2 separate regions of the Rattus norvegicus genome follow, and region 2 is linked to region 1. A link is a contact called in public Hi-C data. All regions are on one chromosome and are shown on one strand. The core of a region is the stretch at or near the end of the contact, and the rest is flanking DNA. Distances in the headings are between cores, read along the strand shown.

Region 1 (5,278 bases), core at 1,210-3,709:
ATAAGGGTATGAAATAAAGTTACACTCTCAGCTCAAATACAGTCATTTAACACAGACACTTTAAACACTGATACCAAAACCTCAACTCTCTTTGCTTTTAGCTCAACATCATCTCACAACACCCCCAATGCCCTCCAAAAACACATGCATGCACACATGTGAATGTGCAAACACACACACACACACACACACACACACAGAGAGAGAGAGAGAGAGAGAGAGAGAGAGAGAGAGAGAGAGAGATTTAGAAGTCACAGGGAGGATAAACACTATGGTCATGAAATCTAACCGGAGTTCCACTCAGGAGCTGTGCTGGAACTGACTATTGCCAAGAACATTAGAACTTATGAATGTGAAACCAACACATCTTAAACCGGTGCAGGGAAAAGAAATTCAAAGACTGATCTCTGCTCACAGGAGGAAACATCCTCACTGGCAGAAGGCTGTCCACAGGACCTCACAAGATGACAAGCTCCTCACCCTCCTATCCCACAGCTCCTGTCCCACATACCTCTGGTCTCCAAGGACTGATCCTTGTTACTAAATGTACTACAAAGAACTGTCACCCAGGTGAGCCACGACTTCACACTGGGTTCTCCTTGGCTGAACCTTGCAAAGGGGGTCAGGTAATCCCAAGCCACCCTCCTGTGCTCAGTCTGACAGAGTGCTTCCGTCTAGCCACCAGGATCCAAGCATGTTCCACACACACCCCCACCCCAAAGCACTGCTCACCACCTGCTTCAGGGTTGACTCAAGGCCTCTGTTTATTCTACTTTATTCATTCAGACACCAGAGTGTAAACTGAAGAACAAAGCCGCCCCTCACCACCCACACATTCCCGACAGTAAAGAGCGAAGGTCTACCTGGAAACAGAGTTCTACCAGGAACACTCTGAAGCTCTAGTACACTGACCTCAACGTGAAGAATAGCAATGGTGTCTCCACTGTGCAAAGTGGGGAGGCTGCAGGGATTGGCCAGCCCTGAAAACAAGACGATGTTCTCAGCTGCAAGTGTTGAAAGCTCAAATAAGAGGCTCAGATAACACAAGGACTAAAGCCCTGCCTGTCATTCCGTCTTGGAATCTCTTCTCAGAAACTGCACTTCTGCTTCATCTCGACAATGACCCTGGACTGAGAAAGCCACACTGGCCTGCCCATGCATTCAACAATCTGGTCCAGCCAAAACCCACCTTGCCGAAACGCACAGGGAGGGCGACTTAGCGGCAGGACCTATCCCACTGTTAATGAGGAGTAAATAGGAAACATCTAAGCTTTAAGTTTTATTTACTGACCACAAAAGGGAAAGTAAATGATTTTCAAACTGTCTCAGCACAAATCCATGGCCTCTAAAACATGCAAATAACACAGGGCCAGCTCCAATTGAAACTCTGTCATAATAACAACTGCTGAATTTATGTAACGCTTTGTCAAACCTTTTTAAAGACACAGACTAATGGGTGCGATAATTGTTTTAAAAGATACACATGAATTGTATTCTCCTTATACTAAGATGAAAAAAAAAAAAAAAAAAACAAGTTGAGAGGTTTAAAAGTTTGCCCGAGACACAGAGATGCAAAGGAAAATGATTCCTTGACAAACTAACTATGTTTGCTGACACAAAACTCCTGCTAAGATTCAGCCCTTAATCTTTGCCTGTCAATCCATGGCTTCAAGATTACTGTAAGTCTCTCACTTATATCTTGATGTCCTAACAAATTGAACCATGCATATATCATGGTTAAATCTTGTTTCCATATTTGGCACACTCCCTAGGACACTATAATTCTATTTATAACACAGTTCTTTATCCTGATTCTGTGAACATAGTGAAATGCTCCCCACGGCCAGGAGTGGGTATGAACAAGACATTCAAACAGCCGAATGTTCTCATTAACCAATGCCTTGCCTGTGGTTGAATTTATAACTTTCCAATAGCTGGAGGCAACGTGATTTATATTCACACTAAAAATAATACTGCAATTTAAAACTGATTCATTGCTGTAAGTCTCTGGGATTCTACTGTGTTCTAGAGCCACAATTATGACCTGTGATTACCCCTGCAACTCGGAAGGACACACACGCATTCAGGTATCTTTATAGTGAACACGGAAGTTGTTTCTTAAAAAATCTTAAGAAAGTGTGGGCTGAAAAAGCTGTCTCAGGAGCTAAGAGCTTGCACAGCTCCTATGAAGGACAGAGTTCAGTTCCCAGCACTAACCGGGACAGTTCACAACCTGTAACTCCAGCTGCAGGAAACCTTACACCTCTGGCCTCCAAGAGTGCCTGAACTCACACCAGCCGGCCCACACAGTTATACACATAATTAAAAATAAATTTCCTTTTAAATTCTAATAAAAACACATTATTTCTCATTTGTCTTTCCCTAAACCATTTGAGAAACGAGCCCAAGTGACTACACAAATAGACAAGAGGACTGGGAGAGAAAGCTCAGTGGGCAGGAGTGCTTCCCTGTAAGCATGAGGACTTGAGTTCGAATCCCCAGGCCCAGTTAAAAAGCCTGCTGTGGCCACAGGCTCCTGTCAGCACAGCACAATGAGAGGTAGGAAAGGAGGACTGCTGGGTTTGTGGCTGCCAAACCAGCTCTGTCTCAAGAGAATAAGGCAGACGGTGACAGAAAGGACTCTGGCTTCCACACCGGATACAATGTGCACACACATTCACAAGTGAAACACTCTGCTCCTGGAGTTAAAATATATTTCTTTTCTTTATAGCTTATGTGGAAAAATGGCTTGACACAAATTAAATACTCTTATACATTAATCTTCCTGGTGGGGTGAGGTATCAAGGGTGCCCATCCCCATGTCTGCCACTGCCACCCTCCCCTTACACTCAGAACAAAAAAGAAAGGTTCTGGGTTATCTGCAGATAGAATCCAGTCAGATGGATGCTCTTGGATTTTCACTCTCTCATAGGAGATCTGGAAGTTTTTGGAATTTTTTTGACCAAATGAAACTCAAAAATGTAGCAGATGTTAATTAAATCCATTTATCAAAATTTTTTTTCTAAGCCTTTCCTCATTGCAAAGGGTCATTCCTGCTGGTTTAGTCTAGCACAATTTGTGAATAAGTCTAACATTTAATAATTGATTTGGTCGGAGAGTGCTACATCTCACTATACAGAATATATATATATATATATATATATATATATATATATATATATATATATATATATTCCAGCTCTTGCCTGGCGCTCCCTATGTAGACCAGGCTTGCCTCAAACTTACAGGATCCATTTCCTTTCCCTGGCTCCTGAGTACTGGGAGTAAAGGCATGCCCCAGTACACCCTGCCTGATGATTTAATTTTATACTTTGATAGCAAGACTACTTAAATTCTTCAGAAGATTGCTGTACGTGCACAAAGACAACCTCAGAGAAAAGTCACTTTGAAAGAAGAGCATATGAGCAGGTGGTGTGGATGCGAAGGGTGTGGTTTTGTTCCTTCCAACTCCATAAACGGCTTCATCTTGCTTCCTCTTTGGGGAGGGAGGGGTGAGACAGGGTCTCTGTAGACAAACTGACCTGGAATGTACTATGTAAGCCAGGCTGGCATCTCCTGATCTTCCTTCGATTACAGGTGTGAGCCACCATGCCTGGCTAGCACGCTCCTTTATTACGCAGGATGCCAGGAAGAATTGGCTCCTTTACCAGCAATTCCAAGTACATCTATTCCAACTAAATCGCTAAGCTGAAGGTCTGCCCATCAGTGCTGACTGTGACAGATGCGCACCTTAAAATGTAAGTGGCTAACTTTCCACTCTGTTTGGAAAAGCGGACTGAGGCAAACCTACCCTAGACTTAGAATACGAGTTCAAGAGCTGAGCTGAGGCTCTAGCACCGTAGGAGAGTATTTGCTTCCAGCCTACAAAAGGCCATAGGTTCAATGCCAAGCACCCCCCAAAGGAAAGAAAATAGACCTAAAACATCTTCTGATTGTAAAGAAAGGACAACTGGTGAATCAAAATACCTCTCAGTAGAAGGTTAACAGACCTGGGGATCTGAAAGTTCTGTGTTTGGAATTTAAATTTAAAATAATTTGGAAAAAAAATAAAATTCAAACAACAGTTGAGTCACAGAGCCACATTTCAAACACATGATTACGGGTGCTTCCTGGTTGCAGTATGACAGTCTAGACAGAATCATGTCCACCCCTGGAGATAATACTGCATGTTATTCTGAATTTCTGGTACCTTGATTTCTGTGAACTTAGATGCCCCTGTTTATAAAATGTACATCTACTGCAACTGAAATCAAAATATTCAAAATTTAATCAAATAATGTATAAACAGCAAAATCAGGTTTATCTAAGAAGGGATATACTATTAGTACAATAACGGACAGGCATGTGGCTCATACCTGTCACCTAGCATCCAGGAGGCTGAGGCAGGCGGCCAGTCCAAGCCTGTCTCAAAATACCACACAGCAAAAAAAATCTGAAGGTGCAATTCCGTATTTTGTTCTATGACCCTTCCCTGGGGACCATGGAAGTTTTGAGAGTTGGGCCGAAGGGGCACAAATGCCAACTGAACAACCAGGAGAGTTCCCTGTGCTCGCCCTCCACATTCCTTTAGAAGCCCCAGAGGACAGGCTCCTCCAAACAGCCCATGCTGTGACCACATCTATTTTTAAAGGGCCTTAAAAGATTACCAAAATGTCTTTCTCGAACTGTATAAACCGTCATTAGATACCGCAAGCCCCCAGCCTACAGGATCTCGACATGCTAACAGATGCTAAAGGAACACGATTCTTGTCCAAAACGAAGGCTTTTCCTCACAAGCATCAAAATAAAATGCTTCAAAAGCACATGGAAGTTTCAGAACAATACTAAGACAGCAACCTGTTAAAACAACAATCGATGAGGCCTCACTTTTAGCCAGGCTGCGTACAGATCTCCAAGGTCTCAGAATGAACTCCTCTTGGCCCTCCTGGCCAGAAGCATGCCCAGGGACTTTACCCTCTTCAACAGCTGCTCCTAGGGAGCCAGGAAATTTACTGAATCCAGTCTTTACTGCATCCACGGTCAGCCTCCAGTGAGGAGTGAACGAACAGCCCCCACAGAAGTCACAAAACCAGGTCAGAGTTGCTATGCGCTGTGTGGCATAACTCGCGTTCCCAGGGTCCCTGCCTAACTTGGAGATGCAGGAGCACCAGGAACTCAGATCTGAACAGAGCAGTAAAATTTTGCTCAAAACCTGAATTTCTTTTGTATTGTTGTTTTAAAAAAAGAATGTTATTGCAGAATGGGTTCCTTTTCTTCC
Region 2 (5,210 bases), core at 1,132-3,631, 170 kb after region 1:
CAATAGATCGTGGGGATAGTGACTCATTTAAAGAAGACACCAACCCTCTCCAGGAGAATGAGGGAGAGGTGGAGGGAGAGGATTAGAGTTTTGAGCCATCCTGAGGATGTGTACACCTCTCAGCTATGTGAGATTTCCCGGGGAGCATATCTGTCTCTGCATGGTTCCCACCAAGAATTGTGGAATAACTTCCTGAAACCCAGATTAGAGGGGCCACCTGGTACTGCTCAGTTGCTGGACAGTTGTTCTGTCATGATTGAGACAGCCCTTGTAGTGTGTCACCCATCAAGGAGGCTAGGAAGTGATGTTGTAAAAATGATTTATTGTCAATTTTTTTGAAATATATATTAAAGTGTCAAGGAGCTATGATAGTCTAGCTTAGCTGTAGTCAGTGTTGGTGGCTTCTGTTAACTTCCAGGAGGATCTGTATGGGGAGAACAAAGAAAATTGACGAAAGTGCTAAGACTGTCTTTCAAAGCCATCCTGTAGTCCCTGCTGGGGCATGACAAAGGGAACGGACACTTGGTTATAGGAAGCAGCCACTCAGCCAGCAACAGAGGTATATAACACAGAAGCCAGTTCTCCAAACCTTGTTACCAGAGGTGGGGCAGCAGGGTACTCTGAGGCAGCCTCTCAATGGGTTGGCCAGAGCCTTTAAATCCTTGCCTTGATTCAGTGCTGAACCAGTTGGTTGGAATCCAGGTCAGGCTCTGCCACTGGGGAGGGTAGGAGCAGCACCACAATTGGGCACATGGTACAAGATCATGGAGACAGGCCGAAGCCAAGGTCAGGGTTCCTCCTTACCAAGCCAGCGAGACTCCTATGACCTGTGCTGGTGCCTTGAGGACATCTTTTTTGTCAATGTTTGGGGGTTCCCACTCAGGAGACCCATTTGCCGAAGTTTCATAACCAGACAAATTCTCACACTTAAGTTTCTGGGTATACCCCACAAGGAGTGTCCACATACTCACAGGCTACTTAGGAAAGTCTTGTCATCCACTCAAACCTGCGCCCCAGGACAAGGCCCTTATAGCTGTTCCTGCTGCTTTGAAACAGCCCTTCCTAGAGGGAGGGGTAGGGCAGCTGAAGAAACTCACAGCAAAGTTCTAAGTCTCAAGAGGACCATACAAGTTCAAAGCTGACTCCCCACCCTTCCTAGAGCCTACATAATTAGTGAAGGGTTTCTGGGGAGGCGAGACCCTTCCACGGTGTTGCTGTCAAGTTGTCCAGGGACTGGTACAGTTCCGTTTCTTTGGTCTGCTATTGCCCTCTCTGTCCAGGTGAATAGGCCTCTCTGTACATATCTCTAGACAAGTCAGTACAACCGAGTCCTAAGACAGTTGTCTGAGTCCAAAAAGGGGAGATGTAGCTCTGCCCCAGGCCTGGCAGTTGGACACTGAAGCAAGTTTTAATCCTCCTTCTTCCCCTTGGACCAGCCACAAGACAGTCGATAAATAGTAGTGAACCCCATTATAGGTCTAGGAGGAGCCCTCTCATGTTTGTTCCCCAGATTCCCCCTCCCCTTCTCTCTCCCAACTCCCTCCCTCCCATCCTCTCCCCCCCACTCTCCCCCACTCTCTCTCATTGTGTTCTCTTTTAGCTTCTTCCCTCCCTATCCCTGTTACCCTCTCTTCTGAGGTGCCCTGTCCGAGGATATTAACAAAGAGGCAAGGGCTAAGCTAGGCAGGTCCTTTCTCTGCAGATTCTGGGACTTGCTGTGGCAGCCCCGGCTACTTTATAGTGTTTTGATTTTTTTTTCCTTCATGGAATTGTCATTGCTTCATTGAGCTGCAAAAAAAATGATGTCATACTGTGGGGTCCCAGTCCATTTCCCAGCTGTTAACCTAAGTCCCCTGACCTTTCTTGTCTGCCTGCTCTTGGAGAAAATGAAACACGTTGAAACATATAGGTCAGAAAACCTCAGGAAGGCCTCTGAACCTCCAGGATGGGCTAACTTCTGAGGTACGTTAATGACGCCCACCCAGCCTTACCTGGGTGTCACATCCGGAGCGTGGCGAGGGCCCCCTGTCTGTAAAATGGGGGAAGAAATGAGCTTCAGGTTGTGCCTGCAATTTCCTGACAGAAGCCCTTTCTTCCCATACACTGGGTTTAATTACTAGTGACAATGTTCGATGTAATTCGGGCTCCTCCCACGGTTTTTGCTCCAGGTTTTGTACTAAAGTCTGTGCGAAAACTTAAACCGTAAACGCTGCATTTGTGTCTTCTTGTCTTAGGACTGGTGAGACCTCAGACTGAGTGACATTGTGGAATTACTTCCTGGCATGTCAAAGGCTGAAATTGTCCTGTCAAGAATGACTGTTCTTTTAGGATTGTAGAGAGCCGGGCTGGGCTCGGACTGGATCTTTGCTTTGGTGTAAGTTTTCCTCTGCCAGGAAACCAGTGCTCGCACATCATTTGCATACAGCCAATGAGAGCCGTCTACTGTTCCGCAGAGGTTTTGGAGATTTGTATGACGACATCTTGGAAAAATCTCAGCTGGGGAAAGGCGACTTTTTCCCCCTCTCCCTAAGCCCCATCTTAAATAGTTTCCTTCCCACAGCCCATATGTCCACATTCAAAGTAACCCAGCCCATTCTGCCCGGCCCCTGTCACTAGCTTAGGAATCTCAACAGCCACACGAAACTGGAAATTGGCTGTTTAAAACGAAGGTGCCATATTCGTTCCAGTCTGTAAACTAGACATTTTTTTGGCACACAGCAGTGGAGAATTAACCCTTTTATGTCTCCCAGACAAGGGCACAGTAAAATGCCTGTTCTTTTCTTTGTGACTAGAATGGCAAACTCTAACGTGTTGATACCCAATGTGGTTATTAACATTGTGAGTGGGGTTCTGGCTAACCAAAGGCATATACTACTGTGCTGTTCCACATAATTCCACGAAAACTGGATATTGTTCAGGGTTCTCAAATGTTTCCCCAGATTTTCTCCCCTCACTTCTAGAAAGCAACTACTGGACTGCCCCGGCCTTAGAGGGTGTGGTAGCAGCCAGAGATGTGGCTTGTTGGTAAAACATCCGAGGGTCACCTTAAATTATTTCAGCACAGAGTAGGACATAAATACTAAAGCAAGATGTAGGTGCAGGAATAAGCAGTGGGCCCTGTACTGAGGGGGAAAGCTCAAATGCTCTTAACTTGGACGTTATCCTAATGGGCCCCTACGTGTGCAATAACCAGACCATGGCTAGAAATCTTATCATTCTATTATGGGGCAGATAACAGTGTGCTGATTGAGGACCCGGGCCTGGGAGACCGTGCACTGGATTGTTAGATAGCAATGTTTCAGCCCTGTGCCCTTGAAGAAGTCATGAAGCCTCTCACAATCACAGATACCACATCTGCAAAACGAAGGCGTTTATGTCTTATGTCTGAAGTGTTATGTCTAAAATGTTTACCCTGAATTTGTCCGTTTTCAAATTAAGTGGAATCCATACTGACTGATGTTTGAAGACATCTACTGAATGTGTTGAATGAAGTCCAAACCCTTGAACTAATACTTACACAGTGCATCTGTGCGATGCGTATAGGCGGGCACGTGCCACAGTGCATGTGTGGAGGTCGTAGGTGTTAGCATTCTGTCTAAGCTCCACCCCCACAGTTACCTGGCAACAGTCAGGTATGTTCCACCCCACGGTTACCTGGCAACAGTTAGGCATGTCTGACACTGTAAAAGGGGCTGCTTGCCCCCTCCTCTGTCTCTTGCTCCCTCTTGTTCTCTCTTGCTCTCTTGCTCTTACCCTCTATCCCCTTTGTCCTCTCTCCCTATTCCCTTTCCCCCTTCTCTACACGCTCATGGCCGGCCTTTCCTCTCCTCTCCTACTCTATTTTCTCTCTCTCTCTCTCTCTCTCTCTCTCTCTCTCTCTCTCTCTCTCCCTCTCCCTCTCCCTCTCCCTCTCCCTCTCCCTCTCCCTCTCCCCTCTGCCTTTCTCTGCCCTACTACCCTCTAAACTCTCCTCCCCATGCCCTGAATAACTCTATTCTATACTAAACTGTCATGTGACAGGGGGAAGGGATGTCTCAGCATGGGCCCACTGAGGCACCCCCTTTCCTCAGACCTCTGTAGAACATAATCCCCCCCCCCATCTTTTTATAAACACAACGTTGGTGCTGAACCCTGGGACATGTTCTCTCCCTCCCCATCAAATGAGTTCTGGGACTAGAAATCAGGGCAACAGAACTGATCGCAGTTCTGGCTGCTTAGAGACTCCAAGCTGCACTGGGCTTTCTGGTGGGCATAGAATGCCATTGATTCTTTCAGAAAGACCGAATTAGCAATTCTGGTGACCCCTATTTTACCATGAGGAAATTGAGGTCTGTCTTACAATGGAAGAGGAGGAAGCTTCCCTGTTTATGTCAAAGCCCTGTCGGGTTTCTGATACAGGACACCAGTGTTTTCTGACTGTAATGGGCAGCACTCTCACAGGACAGTCCCTGAGACCTCACTATTCAACAGCCTCCCAGACATGCTGAGGGCGCTAGGGTGGCTCAATGACTCAAACCCAGCACAGGAGCGGTGGAGAGCCACAGACACAAGGCCATGACTAGAGAATCCAGGAAGAACCTTCCTGATCCATCTCAGAAAGGGCATCTCTACTGTAGTCAGCCCATAGCCACATGGAGTGCCTTCTTGGGAATGAGCATATAATGGCCCTGTAGGATGATGTCATACAGGTGAAGGCAGGTACAAGATAGAACGAGGCCTGTCATTGGATGAGAAGGAAGGATGGGTGGGGAAAAGTTTCAAAGTGAGGAGGAGACTGAATCAAGGAAAGGGAGAACGTGGAGGCAGATGTTAAGATTTCTCTGTACATTCACAGGTTGTTATGAATGTTCTTAAGGGATGGATGTGTACAGACCTTTGTGAGTCTAGATGGGCAATTATATCTTATCAATTAGATCAGAGGTGATTGTGTTGTGTGTTCTTTCATGTGGCAAATTAAGTTTAAGAGAGTGTGTGGTGGCTGGAGACACTGGGCTGCCACGGAATTTGGATGTGTGTTTCTGGCATGGTGAAGCCTGCCTTGGGAACTGGACGGGTAGAGAGATTGTTGCCAAGCTCAGAGAGAAGCCATCGGCAGTGTGATGTGGGATGGAGCAGAGCGGGTGAGAGGCTTTGCTGCCTGAGATGAAGATATCTACCAGATATCTTGGGGCATTGCAGTGCCGCCGGACCTAGTGCAGGGTAAAAGACAA

What was found. A called contact is a pair of places that touch in the nucleus more often than the background predicts.
Region 2: a contact with region 1 is called in a Hi-C map of the Rat2 cell line, with 4 times the contacts expected there. The contact joins two enhancer-like sites. A contact is called at or near these places in 5 of 12 Hi-C or Micro-C datasets (the A7r5 cell line, the Rat2 cell line, Schwann cells and 2 more).

The regions. Positions count from the first base shown.
Region 1 is chr2:112,539,097-112,544,374 of GRCr8, forward strand. It overlaps a transcript of Fndc3b not described here. Among named protein-coding and RNA genes, the nearest start is that of Fndc3b, 65 kb to the left of the region's middle. Within about 2 kb of position 2,460, at least 4 of the 93 cell types and tissues checked have an H3K27ac peak or open chromatin away from gene starts, as enhancers often do.
Region 2 is chr2:112,704,245-112,709,454 of GRCr8, forward strand. It overlaps a transcript of Tmem212 not described here. Among named protein-coding and RNA genes, the nearest start is that of Tmem212, 35 kb to the right of the region's middle. Within about 2 kb of position 2,382, at least 33 of the 93 cell types and tissues checked have an H3K27ac peak or open chromatin away from gene starts, as enhancers often do.